2 separate regions of the Mus musculus genome follow, and region 2 is linked to region 1. The links are chromatin contacts, called in public promoter capture Hi-C maps. All regions are on one chromosome and are shown on one strand. Each heading gives the region's core, a stretch centred on a gene start, on an enhancer-like site or on the middle of the called end of the contact. The rest is flanking DNA. Distances are from core to core; before and after follow the strand shown.

Evidence for each region. Promoter capture Hi-C pulls out the DNA fragments that hold promoters and counts their contacts.
Region 2: a contact with region 1 is called in a promoter capture Hi-C map of pre-B cells, with 2.4 times the contacts expected there. The contact joins the promoter of Hmgcs2 here to the promoter of Gja8 in region 1. A contact is called at or near these places in 2 of 39 promoter capture datasets (the 3T3-L1 cell line and pre-B cells).

What each region holds. Positions count from the first base shown.
Region 1 is chr3:96,924,614-96,927,313 of GRCm38.p6, forward strand. Gja8 (gap junction protein, alpha 8) reads right to left here and starts at 1,438. Exons shown (of 2, transcript NM_008123.3): 1 at 1,253-1,438.
Region 2 is chr3:98,279,157-98,281,856 of GRCm38.p6, forward strand. It overlaps Hmgcs2 (3-hydroxy-3-methylglutaryl-Coenzyme A synthase 2), which reads left to right and starts at 1,275. Exons shown (of 10, transcript NM_008256.4): 1 at 1,275-1,431. The coding sequence starts at 1,328.

The sequences.
Region 1 (2,700 bases), core at 188-2,687:
CTAACAGTGATGTACACTTAAGTACCTCCCATCAGTCCTCAGGACAAGCCATGAGCTGCACAAGTGGCTCTCATTGAGAGTAAAGATTCCTAAACATAACAAGCACAAAACAAAACAAAACAGCATATAGCTGCCAACTCCTTATTTTAAAAAGAAATGTGTCAGATCACTAAATAATGTCTACAGTCTGACTTCACCCTCGATGATTAAGGGAGACAGGCATGTCTTTATGACCACAAGACTTAAAGAGAACATGGTCTCAGAGCAAAGCCAAGTCTTGGAACAAAACACATTAAACTCGGTGGAAAGCCACCTCCTCTCCCCCATCGTTGCCGCTCTATTTCTGTCACAGGCTGACAAAATTTCTCCATGAACTAAAATGGGCAGATCTACAGTTTGAGACTCAGAGAATGGAGAATTATTTACCCCATGGCCAGGGAGGGACAATCAGAGAAGTCACAGAGTCTCTTAAAGTGTCCCAGCTGGTGGGGGGAGCTCAGATGTGAGCCCTAGTCTTCCCCACTCCAAACTCCAAGGGAATTTCTGGGGCAGCGTGGCCTTGTCCTGGGTTTGAAGAGGCTCGGAACCACGTAGACACCCATGCTTACAGGTTTCTTGAAGCATCAGTGGGTCATCCACCACTCTGCTGATAATGGGAGTATGTGTGCCTCCATCTTTGGGTGTAGAGCCATTAGACAGCAGCTCTTGCCAACAGACAACAGAAACCTGCCCCAGGGAGAGCACAGATCCTTCCTGTGCCCCGTGAATGAACTGCTTTAACATTGTAAATCCTGAGCATGGGGCTTCCCTTCTACCCACGGCACTCAACAGTTCCCACCTGCTCTGCCATCGCAGAGTTGTGAGTGGGAAAAACAAACAAACAAAACAACCCGCCTTCCCAAAAAACCCCGTAACTCATGCTCATTTCTGTCCCCCTGGATTCCTGGAAGTGCGGTCGTTCCTTCTGAAAACATAAAGACCTGAAAAATAAATCAAGAGCTGGAGTCTGAACAACTCTTTTCTCACCCAACGTATCCTAGCACTCTCCCTTCCAAACCTCTGCAAACTCTTAGGTGAACTTGAAGTTGATCTTGAAGTGCATCCTTCTCAGCCCAATGATAGACCTTGGTGACAACTTTTTTGTCTCAGAGGAAGCTATGTTTCTAGCGGGAGAGCTATGGATGGCCCTGATCATGAGTTGGAAATAAGTGAAGGGAAGGTTATAGTCTAAGGCCACCCAAGGAAAACTTGCCGTCTGAGTAGCGTCCCACGGAGAAACTGGTGCTGTCTTTCTCTCTTGCTGCTCCGCAGTAAAATGGCAACTTTGGTGTCTTTCCTTTGCCACCTAAAAGCCCACCTCCAACTTCCCTACCCCGCCCCTAATGTGCTGCACGACTGAGCAGATATGACTGGATCTGTCCTGATGGGTGGGTTTTACTGTCCAGCAATATTTTAAGCTCCCAGCCAGACAGCTTTTATGAAGGGAGGGATGTTTGGAAAACAATGGGAGAGAGAGAATGGGAGAGCTGTGCTGGGCACCAGGGGAGGAGGGTGGGGGGAAAGCTGACGTGGGAAAGCTTAGCTGGGGCTTCTGCAGGCTCTAAGCATTTCCCTCAGCTACAGACCAGTCCTTTACGACAGGAAATCTTTGGCTTCTTGCAGAGGACAGGTGTGTAGGGTATTTCCCCAGGCCTTGAAGCCATCGTCTTAGAGACTCTTGGTCATGTAGGGAGAGTAATATGTGACCTGTGTGTGACCTTGTGCTTCAAGTTACACTGAATGAGAGTGATTGGTTCCCTTCAAAGGGTTACATTTCATCCTCCATTGGGGTTTGATCTTATGACACAACACCTTTAATATGCAGCCTCCCTGATGACTCTGGTCCTAGAAACAGTGGAGTGCTGAATATAGTTCTCAGCCCCAGGTGTGAGATACATGCCCCAGGTGTGAGATACATACCCCAGGTGTGAAATACATGCCCCAGGATCAAGGGAACCCCAGAAGACCGCTCCCCAAACAACACAGGTTCTTGCTATTGTTCTTGGCTGCCAACCAGAACTAGAGCCTACATTTACACTACAGAAGACACCATTGGTTGTAAGGTAGGTAGAGAACAGGTGGGCACCGAGCTAGAATTGTTTCCATGTTGGCTATCAATCAAATCACAGGAGAATGCGAAGCAGGATGCTATATGAGAAAGACCACAGTTGATCTTGCCCAGTTCTAAATCCTATGAAACAAAAGTTCAACCTGCTGAACTAAACAGGCCTGCCCTCACCTGTACAACAGTGGCTTCACTGTGCTGGATAACCAAATGCCTTCTGATTGGAGTGTTGTGGTGGTGGGGGGAAACGATCCATTCCTGGTACTTTAAGCCCAGATAGACTGAGGTCTAGGGAGACTGCCAACACCAATGGGGAACTTATTACTGATTAGCTTCTATCCATAGATCTAGAGAAGCATCTCACTGTAAGCAACATTGGTGAGTGTAGAGACCCAAGGCATCCCAAGATGCTGAGAATAAACAACGGTTGTCGGCCCAGCCTAAACAAGACTAATATACCATCCCCTCCAAGGCTCGGGGAACACTGAAAAAGAGAGGACCAGAAGTATGTGAACCACGAGATACAGTAAAGGACTATAAATCACCTTTCTTTAGACTCAATACAACTGCTGTCATTATTAAACTCTCAGCAACTG
Region 2 (2,700 bases), core at 25-2,524, 1.4 Mb after region 1:
GATATCAGGGTTAACTGCTTCAACTGCTGTGTGAGTGAGACATAGGGACTTTCTACATGAGGAGCATGAGATAGAGACTCATCTTTAAGACTTTTGTCTTAAGAAGTAGTAGAGGATCTGGATGGGTGGCTCAGTGGGTAAAGTGAAAGTGTGGAGCCTGAGTTTGGAACCCCATACCTGTGTAAAAGCACATACCCGTACCCCAGCTCTGGAACCGCAGAGGCAGGAAGATCCTAGGAGCCCTTTTGGCCACCCCAATAGGCAAGCTCCAGGTTCAGAGGGAGAGACACACATCATTTTAAGACTAAGATTGAGAGTGCTAAAGGATGGTATTGATGCTAGCCCCTGGCAGCCACAGGTGTGCTCAAGTGGGAGCATGGCTGCATGCACACAGCCACAGGTGCACACTCATAGGAGCACAATTACATGCACAGTCCGGAGTCAAAAGATGCTGGGGGATCCCCACTCTGCAGCTTTGTAGACATGGGTCTTTGAGGACTCTGTCCTCCCTGTCTCTAAAATCCAACTTGTAATAAACTTCTCCTTCCTAGGAAAGCCTGAACTTCAAGACAGTCTCCTTTTGAGGGATTCTGAACCTCTCTAGCAGCATCTGCTGCGTCCCTCTTGGAAGCTCTGTGAAGCTCTGTGTAAGCATAATGACGGACAATAAAGATAAGAGGAAAACAACCAGCTCCACAGACCAAAGCCAGCCAGCCCGTCAGATGTGCGTCAACACCTACTCTCAACTGCTTGAAGAGCTGGTATTAAAAGGTTATACCAGTAATCACAGTGCTCATGGAGGCTGAGGGAGGAAGACTGATTTCAAGTTCAAGGCTAGCCTGGGGTATTTAAGAAGAAATGGAGGTGGAGGGGGGATTACTCTTTGGTTTTGAAAGCTGCTTCTTATAGAAATGGTAAGAATAACATCTGACTGCATAAAGTGGTTAGGGGTTAGGAACAGATGGTGAGCCACTCAGCAGAGGAATCAGGAGGCTGCAGAGACGAGTTGGGTGACTGCTGATTGTTGGATGTGTTAGAAGGAGCATGCAAGCTTGCATGGTTAGGCAAAAATAAGGCCAACAATGAAGTCTCAGAGCCAGCCAGCTAGATACCAGCCAGGAACAGTGCAGCTATGTACATGTTAGACATGATGTTTTCCTTTGACTTGTTCTGAGACCTTTGGCCCAGTTTTTCCCCAAGCAGGCAGGGGCCTCGATAAGCGGAGGCGGGGCTTCCAGAGCCTGGAGTCTTATAAAGCCCAACCCAGAATCGTTGGGCATCTCTCCCAAGGGCTGTGGACTGCTGGCTTTCTGTTGATACCTTAGAGATGCAGCGGCTTTTGGCTCCAGCGAGGCGGGTCCTGCAAGTGAAGAGAGCGATGCAGGAAACTTCGCTCACACCTGCTCACCTGCTCTCAGCAGCCCAGCAGAGGTGAGTGGCCTGCTCAGAGGGTCTACATAGATCACTCCCAGACAAGCACCGTGGGGACCAGTAAAACGCGGGGCTTGTTGGAGGACTCACTAGAACCTCAGTCAAAAGCTGGCGAGGTTGTACTCAGTTATAAACAAGTTAGCCTCATTTCTAGACAGCACCTGTTAACTGTTGAGCTGGAAGTGTCTAAGCCAGAGGTCCTCAGCCTTCCTAATGCTGCAACCCTTAATACAGTTCCTCAGGTTGTGGTGACCCCCGCAACCATAAAATTATTTTTATTTCTGCCTCATAACTAATTTTGCTGCTATTATGAATCATAATGTAAATATCTGATATGCAAGATGTATTTTTATTGTCGTAAACTGATCCAAGGGGACAGGACGCACAGGACTCCCAGCCTAAGCCTCTGATGCACTTTGTTTAGGAAAAGCAGCAGCCTTTCCTCTGCCGGCCACAGGGGGCAGCAGACCTCAGGATCCTGCAGCTGCAGTTGTGGTTTAACTGCTTGCTGTCGTTCACTGTGGCAAGATCCAGTATGGACCAAAGAGACGAAGCAGTGTTTCTCCGTGCTTCGGTTTTGTGAGATGAAAGATAAAAATTGTGTGTGTGTTTCTCACTGTGTGTGTGGGGTGGGGTGGATGGGTGGATACATGTACTTGTGAAAGAAAAACAAACATGCCTTCTTTCTTTGTAAACACCCTTCAGTCTCGTCCAAGTAACTGTGGTTGCTCAGAGTTGATGGGACACATCTGGGCTTTGTGCTTCAGGCTCCCAGCTACTTGGGTGTTTTCTCTTTTGCTCTTTGTCCACTGAGCTCAGAGTCCCAGGGCTTCCTTTCCACTTATACCCATGAGTACTGAGTTTTTAGGGAACCTCTTTGCTATGGTGCCCTCCCTTGTCCCGCCCTGCTGGAGCCTGGGTATAGGTGTGGAGGGGAAAGGAGCAGTGCCCTTAAACCTCCTGATTTGCTTTTAGCGCCACTGACATCCACTTCCCCACCCTTGCAAAACCACTGCGTTTTATTTGAATGTTCCAGCTTAGACTTTAGCTTGCTTCTTTTCTATTTGCGAGGAAGTTATGGGGTTTACTTATTTCAGGGCCAGACAGGGTGACCATTTCTCAGTCCCGTCCCCCCCTTTTAAGACAAGGTCTCTATGTAGGTTTTTGTTTGTTTGTTTGTTTTTTGTTTTGTTTTGTTTTTTTGACAGGGTTTCTCTGTGTAGCCCTGGCTGTCCTGGAACTCACTTTGTAGACCAGGCTGGCCTCGAA